2 separate regions of the Mus musculus genome follow, and region 1 is linked to region 2. Evidence: chromatin contacts called from public promoter capture Hi-C data. All regions are on one chromosome and are shown on one strand. Each heading gives the region's core, a stretch centred on a gene start, on an enhancer-like site or on the middle of the called end of the contact. The rest is flanking DNA. Distances are from core to core; before and after follow the strand shown. Region 1 holds the start of Atrn (attractin). Region 2 holds the start of Stk35os1 (serine/threonine kinase 35, opposite strand 1).

The links. Promoter capture Hi-C pulls out the DNA fragments that hold promoters and counts their contacts.
Region 1: a contact with region 2 is called in a promoter capture Hi-C map of pre-B cells, with 2.6 times the contacts expected there. The contact joins the promoter of Atrn here to the promoter of Stk35os1 in region 2. A contact is called at or near these places in 1 of 39 promoter capture datasets (pre-B cells), 1 of 484 Hi-C or Micro-C datasets (CD4 T cells) and 1 of 115 datasets of contacts at active chromatin or transcription factors (thymic regulatory T cells).

What each region holds. Positions count from the first base shown.
Region 1 is chr2:130,902,206-130,908,644 of GRCm38.p6, forward strand. It overlaps Atrn (attractin), which reads left to right and starts at 4,290. Exons shown (of 29, transcript NM_009730.3): 1 at 4,290-4,762. The coding sequence starts at 4,356. A730017L22Rik (RIKEN cDNA A730017L22 gene) reads right to left here and starts at 4,191. Exons shown (of 3, transcript NR_015523.2): 1 at 4,006-4,191.
Region 2 is chr2:129,799,449-129,806,221 of GRCm38.p6, forward strand. Stk35os1 (serine/threonine kinase 35, opposite strand 1) reads right to left here and starts at 2,011. Exons shown (of 1, transcript NR_029452.1): 1 at 1-2,011. It overlaps Stk35 (serine/threonine kinase 35), which reads left to right and starts at 1,069. Exons shown (of 4, transcript NM_183262.3): 1 at 1,069-1,398; 2 at 1,956-2,556. The coding sequence starts at 1,093.

The sequences.
Region 1 (6,439 bases), core at 3,040-5,539, 1.1 Mb after region 2:
CCTTTAGGAAGTGAAGGCTGGCTGTCTTTAGGTCAGGCTTTGATGTTGCATAGCCTGGTCCCACTTCCTGTTATTCCCCTCTGCTACCTATGTATGGATGAAGTCTGATCTTTCTGTCTCCTATGTGCCAGGCCACCTTTATATTCCTGCCATGCCTTGTCTGCTGCGATGGACTATATCCCTTCTGGAACTATAAGCCAAAGCAAACATGTATTCCCTAGCATGCTTCCCCCCACCCCCGTTAAGGTGCATTTTACGAGTGTTTTGCCTGAATGTATGTGTGTGTACTATCTGCATATTTGGTACACGAAAAGATCAGAAGATCTCATCTGATTATCTAGATCCCCCAGAGCTAGAGCAATGGAAGCTATTTATGAACCACCAAGTGGGTGCTGGGAACTAAATCTGGATCATCTGCAAGTAGATTTAACCTCAGGGCAGTCTCTCCAGCCTCCAACTTGCTTTTTCTCAAGACATTTTAAACATAACTAATTCATAGAGCTCAAAAGACATACTTTCAGAGGCCTGACCAGACATGACACATAGCTTACTATCTATGTGTATATTTGATTTTATGATCATACTGAATTCTTTATTCCTTTCTCTTCCTTCCTTTCCTCCTTCCTTTTCTTTCTTTCTTTCTTTCTTTCTTTCTTTCTTTCTTTCTTTCTTTCTTTTCTTTCTCTCTTTCTTTCTCTTTTTCTTTCTTTCTTTCTTTCTTTCTTTCTCTCTCTCTCTCTCTCTCTCTCTCTCTCTCTCTCTCTCTCTCTCTCTCTCTCTCCCTCTCTCTCTTTCTTCCTTTCTCTTTCTCTCTTTTGAGACAGGATCTTCTTCTACATAGCCCTGACTGGCCAGGAACTCACTTTGTATGCCAGGCTGGCTTTGAACTCAGAGATCCACCTACCCCTGCCTCCCAAGTGCTGGGATTGAAAGAGCATGTGTTACTACCCCTAGGTGAGTATTTTTGTTTGTTTTAAATTTATTACTGTGTGTGCTCATGTTATGGGATGAGTATGGAGGTCTGAAGACAATGTTGTGGAGTCAGCTCTCTCCTTCTACCTTTATACAGGTTTCAGGGGTTGAACTTAAGTTGCCAGCTTTACACGGCAAGCATCTTTACCCACTGAGCCAACCCTTTCTGGTTTTTGTTTTTTTTTTTTTTATTAAAAATCTTTTAAATAGGATCTGTCTATTATGTATCTCTGATTTGTCCTGGAACTTACTCTGTAGACCAGGCTGGCCTCACAAAGATCCACCTGCCTCTGCCTCCCCAGTGCTGGGACTGGAGTCATGTACCACCATGAGTAGTCTCACCAGCCCTTTCTTGATGAATTCTTAATTGGGTCTACATCACTAGACCTCTTGTCCTTGTTGAAAGTGAGTTACAGGATATGTTAGTTTTTTGTTGTGTAACCAGTCATTCCCATTACTGGCTTAAACAAGTACTCTTACTTATTTTGCTCATATACTAGTAACTTGTGTTTGGCAGGGAGTCCTTGTCTTGGCTACTTGATTATCTGGTACTCAAGTGAGACGTCTTGAGTGGCTGTAGATTAGAAAGGTTGGAGCATAGCTACCTTCTAGTATGGCAATTTCAGAAAAGTGGAATTCTTTGATGGCCCCTGGCTTTCCCCAGAGCAAGTGTTCCGAGACAGCTGGAAAGAATCGTCAAGATTTTGTGTGACCCAGGAATCTCAGACTGGAAAATCCCAGAAAGGCTTCCTCTCTTCATGGCAGGAGACAGTGTTAGCCTCTTTTGTGCTTCTGTGAGCAAAATGCCCTGGCAAAAGCAACTTAAGGGAAGAAGTATCTATTTTGGCTCTTGTTAACAGAAGGATTTCAGTCTCTCACACAGGGAAGGCGTGGCAGAGTTCCCAGCTGTCTGTGGCAGAGAGACGCATGGAGTGGAGGATGGCTTACATGGTAGCAATACAGAATAAGGGAAAGCAAGGAGAACCAGAGGCAGGAGCACGCTCCAAGGCAGCGCAGCCCACAGGCTTCCAAACAGTGCCAGAAGCAGGGAGCTAAGGGTAAAACAGGAGCGGGGGCCGTGGGGAGAGGGGGAGAGGCGGGCACGGGGATAGGTGAGATTCAATAGGAGACGTTGTAACTGTGTAGTCTACCACATGACCATGGTAGGTCCATGTCTCCTGCTTCCTTCTTTCATCATATACAGCCGTATGTAGAACACAGTAGAGGAGAAAGAGAAAAGACAAAGAAATGAACAAATGTGAAGACTGGAATCTGGTTTGGAGCCCTGGGATAGCTGGGGTGAGGCTGCTGTGTATGCAGTTCAGCTCTACCAGGCCTTCAGGGGATGCAGAGTGAGCAAGGTCAGGGCCTGCGCTGGACACTGGTGTCTGACTATGGGTGCACTCCAATTCTCTACTCCCAGGTTAATCAGAGAGGTTTCATACATGTATGTGAGGTTTTCTTTGTTTTCCAGGACCAGGTGCCCAAACTCTCAAGTACCTGCATAAGTATACTCTGCACAGCCCAAGATTATGAGGCAAAGTTCTGATTAGCCTCTCTAAAGCAGGCTGAAACATTGCTTGAAAGAGCAATGGGCCTCTCACTGGATGAGACACAGGAAAGATTTGTTCCTATTTAGATAATGTAGACTTGATGAGAAATCTTGCTTGTCAACTTGACTGTATCTGGGATCAACAACAACACAAGCACATAGGCATTCTTGGGAAGAACTGGTTTTTCTTTTTAAGACTAGGATTCTCTATGTAGCCCTGGCTGTTCTGGAATTCACTCTGTAGACCAGGCTGGCCTCACAGAGATCCACCTGCCTCTGCCTCTCAAGTGCTGGGATTAAAGGTGTGGGCCACCATTTCTTGGGCATGAAGAATTGTCTTAATCAGATTACCTGAAGCAGGAAGACTCATTCTAAATCTGTGTAGCACTTTCTCATGGCAGATAAGAGGACAGAGAAGAAGAAACTTTGCTTTCTGTCTGCTTGTTCTTATTCTTGGAGGGAAGGTCATCTATCAAGTTTCTGCAGCGTTACCTCACTGATATTAGAACTGACTTCTTTGGATCAGCAGTGAGATCTCCAGGAATCTTTTAGGACTCCAGCACCGAATTGGGACTGTGGAGTCCAGTCTTGTGGATCAAGCACCTTTCTAGGGTGGGACAGCCATTGTTGAACTACTTGGACTGCATCCTGTAAGCCAACTAAATAGATCTCTATCTATCTATCTATCTATCTATCTATTCTTTTAGTGGAACAACTCAGATGGCTAAAACAACCCATATGGCTTCTTCACTCAGTGACTGTTCTTCCAGCTATAAGCTTACCAGATTCATTTGCCTGGGACCTTTTCTCTCCATATGACCTCTGTATGAATCTTTCCAAGGTGGAAGAGCAGGAGAATCCCAGGACAACAAATAAACAAATACCTCCCAAACCAGACCAAGCAACAAAAGAAACAAAAAATAAGATCAGAGCTGGAACTGACACGTTATCTCTTTACCATATCCTTCTATCGGTTTAATATAGTCAAGGTCCAGCGTACATTCCAGGGTAGTGGCCCATACAAGGTTATGCTATTGGGAAGTATGTATCATTGGGAGTAGGAGAGGCACTGGCGTTAGCAAGAAGGGTGTGCAAGCTGAGAGCGCTCCCGGTAATTCTGGGCTGTTCTTTCTTCAGAGAATATGGATAGGTCGTGGGGTACAAGATAATGCTAAACTTCTCCTGCAGAATTTAAGGTACACATAGACATGGTCTGCCACTGGTTCAATCCGCTCGCTATCAAGGAAAGCCTGGCTGTGTGTGCATTCAGTCAGTTACACATCTATTCATATGCAGGTGCTTAATTAACACACGTGCCATTTTGTTATCCCTAGTTTAGAAACGCGAATGCAGTAAGTACTACTTCTTCAGGTCTCAGCTAGCAACACACGACATCATTAGCCTTTTGGGTCCGGTTTCTCACCAAAATGGAGTTGGGGTTATAAGCTGAGCTTTGGAGGCGTCCAAAGGGTAACACTTACCACAGTCAGCTTGTCTAGCAGAGCCAGGCAGCCACTGTAAGGAGGTACTGGCTAACTCGTCGTAGCGCGGTGCGGAAAGCAAAGAGCCTCCGTAGACTAGGCGATGTTCATCCGCGCTAAGACCCTGGCATTGAGCAGGTCTACATGCTGGGCACGCCGGAAGACCACGGCCCTGGTCCCGCCCCCGCGCATGCCAGCCCCGCCCCTGCCCGACGCACAGCGGGAGCCCCGCCTTGGATATGGACCCGCCGGGCCACCGTCGCCCGGCCCCGCCTAGCACGGCCAGGCGAAGGGGAGCCGGCGTGCGGGGTGTGTATGTGTTCGCTGGGCGCCGGCTCAGCCCCAGGAAGATGGTGGCGGTGGCGGCGGCGGCGGCGACTGAGGCGCGGCTGAGGGGGAGCACGACGGCGACAGCAGCGCCTGCGGGCAGGAAGGGCAGGCAGCACCGACCCTGCACCGCGACAGGGGCCTGGAGGCCGGGACCGCGCGCCCGGCTGTGTCTACCGCGGGTGCTGTCGCGGGCGCTGCCCCCGCCGCCGCTGCTGCCGCTGCTCTTTTCGCTGCTGCTGCTGCCGCTGCCCCGGGAGGCCGAGGCCGCTGCGGTGGCGGCGGCGGTGTCGGGCTCGGCCGCAGCCGAGGCCAAGGAATGTGACCGGCCGTGTGTCAACGGCGGCCGCTGCAACCCTGGCACCGGCCAGTGCGTCTGCCCCACGGGCTGGGTGGGCGAGCAATGCCAGCACTGCGGGGGCCGCTTCAGGTGAGTGCGGGTGGGGAGTGCAGGCCCAGCCTGATGTTCCAGGCCCAAGGCAGGTGCAGGGCTTGAAATCGCGAGGGTAGAATTTGCCCCACTGTGTTTGATGATGGCTTGCCTCCTGGAGGGATGTTCATTTGGTGGCCTTCGGGTCTGCCTGTGGTGGAAGATTGAGAAGGAACGGGAACACTCGGGAGGCATTTGTTGCTGTGGGTTAGATGTGGGTCCTGAAGAGTATAAAAGCCCACCTCGAAAACGGGCTTATTTAGGATAAATGAGGTATCAAGGAAACGGTGAGTGAGTGAGTTCTTCAGCACTTGCCTTTGACCAGCCCAAGAGATTGGAGATATGTGTGTCTGGAAGAAGTACAGCCGAGGAAGTGACATGTTGGGTGAAAATAGAAGGTAAGGCTGGGTTGTAAGATTTCAGGGATAAAAGTACCATTGGTTGTTGTTCCAAGGAAAGTGAAGAAACTAGTTTTTGGATCCTCACTGTTGGCCTATTGGAACGGGGTTGTCTAGAGAGGAGAATCCTATTAGCCCTAGATTCTCCACAACATGCAGTTGGCTTGGTTTGGGGCAGAACCTCTTGGAGAGATCACTTTTTAATTAGCTTTTATCTATTATTTGCTTCTGTTGTGAGAGAATTTTTGGATAATGCACACAGGTAGATCCATCATCCAGAGTTTGATGTGGTCCACAAGAAGTTAGGAACACAGCAAGGGGAAGTTATAAGACCTACAGTGTCATCCATATCTCAGGCAGATATTTGTTGACTGGGTTCCCCATTTGACGTGGGAAAGTGAGGGAATGTGAACGTGGCGTAGGATTGATTCTTGCTCCAATTGATCTTATGTTCTAGTGAGGGCTGACAGGCAGTCAACACGTAACTAGGCAAAAGGAATGAGCAGGATAATTTCAGATAGTGGTAAATGCTAAAAGCAAAATACAAACAGGTGGTCGGTCTTCCAGGATTCCGATAAGTGGTGACATTAGAAGCCACCCATTTGAGTGTCATTTGATCTGAGTGAGGCCTGAACCTGGCATAAGAGAACCTGTGGAAATGAAGGGGCAGAGAGTGTGTGACTGGCTAGCAGTAAGCAGAGAAGTCTCGGAGGAGGAGGAGGAGGAGGTGACATTGAATTTGAGCATGTGAGGTTAAGTAGGATTTGCAAGCGTGAAGTTGGGGAGAAGAATTCCAAATGGAAAAAAAAAGCTGCAGACATAGTGGTAGAGTCCAGAAGGTGGAGTTTTGCCAGTGCCCCTGTAGTAGAAGAGAGTTGTAAGGGAGAAGCTTGGAATGTTAAAGTAATAGATCTCTGTTAGATCTTCTAGGGGACTCAGAGATCAGTGGCAAGATGAACTCTTAAGTTTTACAATGGAGAAACCAAGGAACCTCAGCACCAGTGTTTCGGGGGTTGGTCTAATAGTTTAGCGTGTTGTGATTTTAGGCTTCGAGATACAGTGGTAAACAAGTTGTATGTAATTTTATTCTTGTAGAACTTAACTTTTCGTTTGGGAGTAAAAAATACCATAATGGAGCTGGAGAGCTGGCTCAGTGGTTAAGAGTACTTGTTGCTCTTGCAGAGGACTGGGGTTAGGTTCCCAGCACCTACATGGTGGCTCATGATCATTTATGACTCTAGTTCCAGGGGATGTCATGCCTTCTTCTGACTTCAGGCAC
Region 2 (6,773 bases), core at 761-3,260:
TGAAAATATAGCAAAACAATGTAATTCTGGCAAAAAAAAAGATGAGACTTTACTATTCTTACACCTTGTGTGTATATGTGACCACTTACATACAGAAAAGCTATAGAAATTCTAGAAACTCTTGTTTATTGTTTTACATTACATTTAATCTGTCTTGTGTGTATTTTAACACTGTTCTAAGTACTTTAACTGTGAGACATCTACGAAGACACAAGGTTGACTGTCTCCTCCAGTGTCAAGAGTCGCAATTAAGGCAAAGACTGTCGTGTCTACTCCTTTTTCCCCAGACTTAAAATAGTGTGTAGCAGAAACTCTAGTTACTGTCCTTCAATATCAGCTAACAAAATACTGGGCACCTTCTAGGCATTGGAGTACAAAGCAGGGTACAAAATACTTTAAAAAACCACGCCTAGGGGCTGGAGATGTAGCTTTGTAAAGTGCCTGTCTAGCATGCACAAAACCCTTGGATTCCTAGCTCTGTACAAACAAATAGGGTGTATAAATTGGGTGTGGTGGTGCCCGCCTTTAATCCCATTACTCGGGAGATGAAGACAAGAGGAAAAGTTCAAGATCATTCTTAACTACACAGCCATTGTGCTCCCTCCCACCACAATGGGCGGCCGGGGTGAAGGGTATCAAAATCCAAGCCCAAAGCAGCTTATATCAGGCACTCAATTAGCCAGCCATCATATTTCACTTGGTCCTTTGCAACCTTGGAAGTGCGGACCACCCGGGTTTGGCAGAGAAGGATACTGAGGATTAAGTGCGGCTGAGATCATTGGGGTCATTAGTGGGCGTGGAGATTAGCGTTCTAACCCTGGTCTCAGCTGTGAATCGATTACACCTAAGCCATTCCCCCAATCAGCATCAAGTGCCGAGTGCGGGCGTAGAGGTACGATGCAGGTCAAGTCCGGAAAGGCGTTTGCGGAGTGCAGGCGCCTCGCGAAGGCCCTCGGTACAAATCGCGGGATTTTGGCGCGCTCTTTTTGTTGGCTGGGTGTTCTCGCCAGTGATTGGTTCCGGGCTGTCGCGGCGGCTGGGTCTACCTCGGCTGCAGAGAGGCGGCGCGGCTCTCCGCTGGCCTCCTGGGGGATGGGCCACCAGGAATCTCCGCTGACCAGAGCGGCGGCGGGAGGTGCAGCTTACATAAAGAGGTTACGTAAAGTGCTCAGCTGGCGTGAACTCGGGGACGGCCACGGGAACCTGGAAGCCGAGGCCTCCCCCGGGAGCGTTGCTGTCATCACAAGAGCAGCGCCGCGACGCGCTACACGCTCAGCCAGGCTCCCCGCCTCGCGCCCTACCCGGCTCTGCAGACAAGCCCGGCTCGGAACGGACCATCCTCCGGCGCGGGCTCCAAGGGGGAACCGGTTCGCCCGGAAGAGGAACAGCGCCGGCCAGGTAAGAGGGAGTGGAGGGAGGAAGGGAGGGCCGAAGCGGGAGCCCCGGCGCCCCACCGTAGTCCCGGGGGCGTCACCGGGGCCTCCGCCTGTCGTCCTCGGAAGCCGATCTTTTAGCCGGTTTCCCTTCGCCCGCTGTCCCCGGGGGTCTGGGTCGTCCCGCCGGGCTCTCCTGGGTTTGATTCACGGGACTGTTTACACCGGGAGAAGCCCGGGTAGGACGTGGGGAGGGGCCGTTGAGAGGGGGCTAAGCCCCAGGAAAGTTTAAGCCGGCCGTCTTCGATGGGGACGATCCCTACGGCTTTATTTATTTTTTCTGCTCCTGACGGATAAGTCGGCGAGAGGGGACGGTTTGCGCTTCGGTTTCCGGTCCTCCCTCGGTACTTCCCGGTGGTTCCGTCTTTCCCGCTTTCCTTTCCCTTCCCCCGTTCAATTCGAGACGGTGGCTCCTTCTTAAAGGGGCCGCGACCGGCGGCGGAGGTGGGACGCCGGACGCTTTAAGTTCCTCATCTACCCTTCTCGGCCCGGTGGGTTTTAACTTCTCCCTCTCGCCCTTAGATCACCATCCAAGGTCCCGCTCCTCCACATCTCGGGGCTAGACGGAGGGATGAGGCAAGGGGGGCCCGGGCGGCGCCGTTGCTGCTCCCCCCGCCCCCCGCAGCCATGGAAACGGGGAAAGAGAACGGAGCCCGCAGAGGGACAAAAAGCCCGGAGCGGAAAAGGCGAAGCCCAGTCCAGCGGGTACTGTGCGAGAAGCTGAGGCCGGCGGCCCAGGCCATGGATCCGGCTGGGGCCGAGGTCCCGGGCGAGGCCTTCCTGGCCCGGCGGCGGCCGGATGGCGGCGGCGGGGATGTTCCTGCACGGCCGCGCTACAGCCTCTTGGCGGAGATCGGGCGCGGCAGCTACGGCGTGGTTTATGAGGCTGTGGCTGGGCGCAGTGGGGCCAGGGTGGCAGTCAAGAAGATCCGCTGCGACGCTCCCGAGAACGTGGAGTTGGCACTAGCAGAATTCTGGGCCCTCACCAGTCTCAAGCGGCGGCACCAGAATATCGTGCAGTTTGAGGAGTGCGTCCTACAGCGCAACGGGTTAGCCCAGCGCATGAGTCACGGCAACAAGAACTCACAGCTTTACCTGCGCCTGGTGGAGACCTCGCTCAAAGGTAGACTACAGCCGGCAGTCCTGCCCTCTCCTGGACCCCCTTGTTCTCAGAACCACTCAGTTCTAATAACTGTCTCTGGCTCGCTAAGGTCCTTGACCCGGCTTTGGGACCTTCTTTCTTGCTAGGAAATCAGTCTGTTCCCCAGCCGTTAGCTGACATTCCCTAACAAGCTCACCAAGTGCTAACCTTGATCTTTTTAAGTACTCACTCAGTAGGTGTGAGCCATAATTACAAGCCTAGCATTTTAAAAGATGGATGAAGAGTAGTCCTGGTGGGATTCAAAGTAGTTGGTAGAACTGCAGAAGCCCCCTCATGCCTCTTTCTCATCAGAACCTAGAGGGGAAAAAAAGTAGCAGACCCACCCATGCCATTCTCCTTTCCTGATTTCTAGTTTCTTCCAATTCTGTTCCCAAACCTTGTCTTCAAGTGTGAGGTTTCCTCCGAGAACCCCAACCCTTCACCCGAGAGCAGACAATCATTCAGTTGGTTCTTGGTTTAGTCCCTGAGGGCACCACAGGTTAATAACTCACGCACCCAGTAATAACCCCCTCAGGTGGGCCAAGAGCTGTCGCATAACAAAACAGGTTGCAGCTTTCCCTGCCCTGTTACAATCTCAGTTGTTTTCATAACCCCTGGGGCTGTCTGAGCAGTGATTGTTGCAGAACCATGGGGCTCCAGGAGGCCAAACACCTTGCCTTCCTGTGTAAACTAGAGAAGAGGCAGTGGGCTGCAAGTGTCTTGAGTTCCTGGGGCAGGGGGTAGGGCGAGGGAAATTGGACAGTCGCAATCCCAGCTATATAATCTGAGCGCTACGATTTGGATAATATCTGTAACAGTAAATTAAGCTTCTGCTCTATAAATAGAGGAACTCAGCCTAGTGGGCACAAACACAGCTCGATTAAGGTTAATCAGCTTGAAAGAGTGGGACTCCGGCCTCCAAATTCCTGTGTCCTTGAAGTATTTGTAAGCCAGCATGGCCCTCACAGATCTTTGCAGATATATTGCTGCCTTCCTTCCCTATCTGAGGTTGAATTTAGCAGACTGGGTGGGATTTAGGGCTAGATTTCCTAAAGTCTTTTTGGAGCACCTGTCAGATTTTATTGTAAGGTCCCAGGAGAACTCCTTGCAGAGTTTTAAAGTCATTTAACAGTGGATTGGATAGTGTGATGGAATTCTCTGGGGGCCTTTCCCATCCTGCTTGTCATCATTTCCAGGAGGGTGGATCCTTGAAGATTTCCTAGGTAGCACCTTCTACTTTGCCTTCAGTCTCATCAGTTACTTTCTTAGTTCTTTTACACACCGATTACTTGAGTACAAATGAATGAAACATGCTTAGCAAATGTTTGGTTGATATTTCAATAACTGCCTTGGGCTGTGTGAATTTGCATTGCCAAACAGTATCTTCTAACCTCAGTTCATTGATGTTGCCAGCTTGAAACTGGAACTTAAGCTAGCAGTCCTTGTTAATTCTTCCAATACACAAATACTTTAAAACTTTCTTCACAGACAGCATTTTAAAAAGAATTTTACAGTAAATAGTGGCAGAGTAGCAAGTGTTTAACTCCCTGGAGTTTGGGACTTACATGCAGTCGTTGCTTGTTCTGAGCTAACATGGCAAGTTGACAACCCACAGGGAGTGTGTGTGCCTTTATCCTACGATGGGGATCTCTGCCAAGAGGTTGTACATGTTGGGAACGTCGGTAATCTATAAAGAATCCACTGCCTCATTACGTTCAGACTACTTTCTGAATTTCTTCCATCTTCATCTTCTTAGAGATTTGGGTTCTTACTGTAGTTTCCCAAACTTTGACTATGGAACACATTGCCTGTGTGGCCGGAATAGTAGGTTGAAAGCTACCCTAGTTTTTTCATCCCCCCTTTGTGTGCTAAAACTAGTGAATTTTTTCCCCTGTGGGCCACATACTTAATATTCCCTGTTTTAATTCAGAGTCTTAATATGTATTGCCTCTACTCTAGAAAATGACAGCTAAGCTTACATGTCATACGTCTGCTTAGTGGATAATACATACATAGCTTGCTAGCATTAAAGTGGAAAACAGAGACTCAAATTTCTCCAGGGTACGTTTTCTTGACTTAAGTATCCAAGTCTTGATCGGGCCCTGAGTTTATAGCATGCTATTGATGTCCAGCGATACCAAAGCTTTCCTTAACCCCAAAGTCCTTTGCAACCATACTCTGCCCTGTTCCTTGTAATTCAGAGTGATTCACTGCATGCCTCTGGTAGTATTGGAATGGGAAAAAAGGAAACAAAACACATTATGGCTATTGAAAAGTTTAAAGGCATAAATAGTGATTAGGGTCACTGTCCAGGGTGACAGGTTAGCTCATTACCAGAGGGTTGGAGAGAGATTTAAGAGAAGAAGAGAATGGTTAGAAAGAAGGTGATCTTGAGAGGACAGTGCCTGACGACAGTTACCTCCTCCTCACCTCAGCTTCTAGTGAATATGCAGAAAGCAGTTTTAGGGTTTACTGAAATAACTTGATATACAAACAAGTATCCAAAATACATTTTTGTTGATCTGAAGCATTTTTATTTTTAAATCATCATCATCCAAGTTCCTTTACATCCTCTAACCTTCATCACTAGCATTTATCAGTCTCTCTTTTTTTTCCAAAATACATTTTAAAAAAGAACACAAAACTATGTTCTTGATCATATCCCCAGTCCATTAGCATCTGTGCATCAAATTCATCTTTTCTGCCCTCAGAAGTCCAGTGTGGTCCTGTCTCTCTCTTTTTATTTTTTTTTTAATTTTTTTTTGGGTTTTTTGAGACAGGGTTTCTCTGTGTAGCCTTGGTTGTCCTGGAACTCACTCTGTAGACCAGGCTGGCCTTGAGCTCAGAAATTCGCCTGCCTCTGCCTCTCAAGTGCTGGGATTAAAGTCGTGTGCCACCATGCCTGGCTGGTCCTGTCTCATAACAATGTGGGGCCAATATCATGGGGGATACGGTCTCACGTAGCTCAGGCTATTACACAGCCCAAGATGACTTTGAACTAAGGATTCTCTGCCTTGAGAACTTTAGCCCCAATCTATCATGCTTGGTTTATGTGCTGTTGAGAATTAAACCTAGGGCTCTGTATGTGCTAGGCAAACACTTTCCCAACAGGGTTCTGTCCGCAGCCCTTAGTCTGTATTTCACAAAGAGAGAAATAGGAGCTCTGGAAGGAGACAGGACTTGCCCCAAATGAAATACTGGCACAACACTAACTAGCTCTAGAGCTTAAAACAAAGCCTACAAATTAGCTTGATGTCTTCAACTTAAAGTCCTTCAAGGAAAAGGGGAATTAAGGTATCAACAGTTGCTTTTGCCACCTTGTTTTCCATCCCTAAAAGCCCCTTTCCTGAATGTACCCAAGACAAAGTCTAAGGTCATTACCACTTAGAAAATAGCAAGCACTCAGAAATTTGTTGCCCTAGTCTAAATCTTTCTGACAAAAAGATTGACCTTTATGTACCCCAAACACATGAATTCTGGGTTAGCTCTCATAAAGCTAGAAATGTGGAAAAGCTGGGAGACGGGCTTAACTTGATGGTGAGCCCTGATGTTACTCAGGGTGTTTGCATAGCTCCAGATGGGCTTGACCTGGGCTCTTCCCTGCATACCCATGCTGCTGTGAGTCAGCACATGCCTGTGCTGCTGTGAGCCAGGATGCCACTTAAGAGGCTTTGCAGGCTTTCCTTCCTAAGAGGGGACACCTAAGCGATTATGCTGCAAGGTCGCAAGTGGTGGCATCCTATTAAACAGGTTCTGGTTGAGAGTTTCCTTAGTGGCCTAGGAAAGCAGGCAAAAGTAGCTGACACAAGGGAGCCTGAACCTAGAAGTGACTTAACTGTAGACTCCTGGCTACGGAGTGCCTAAGGAAACCTAAGGGGCTCGGAGCAGTGTAGTCATCTTTTACCCAGGCTTCCCCTTTACTACTGAGGCTTGGGCCTTGGAATTTAGAGACCCTCCATTTAGGCAGAATTGGATGATCTTTGACTATCTTGAAGTAGATAAAGTGGCACTGGGGACCTTCAGAATTAATGGAAAACAATAGAACAATGATTTAGAGTCCAAAGGTTTTATTCCTAATTTGGATGAAGCTAGTTGTGGTGGCTCCCACCTGTAAGCCCATCTTTTTAAGGGTGAGACAAGAAGATTGCTTTGAGTACAGAGTCAGCCAGGACTACAGTGAGTCCTCAGCCAGACTGAGA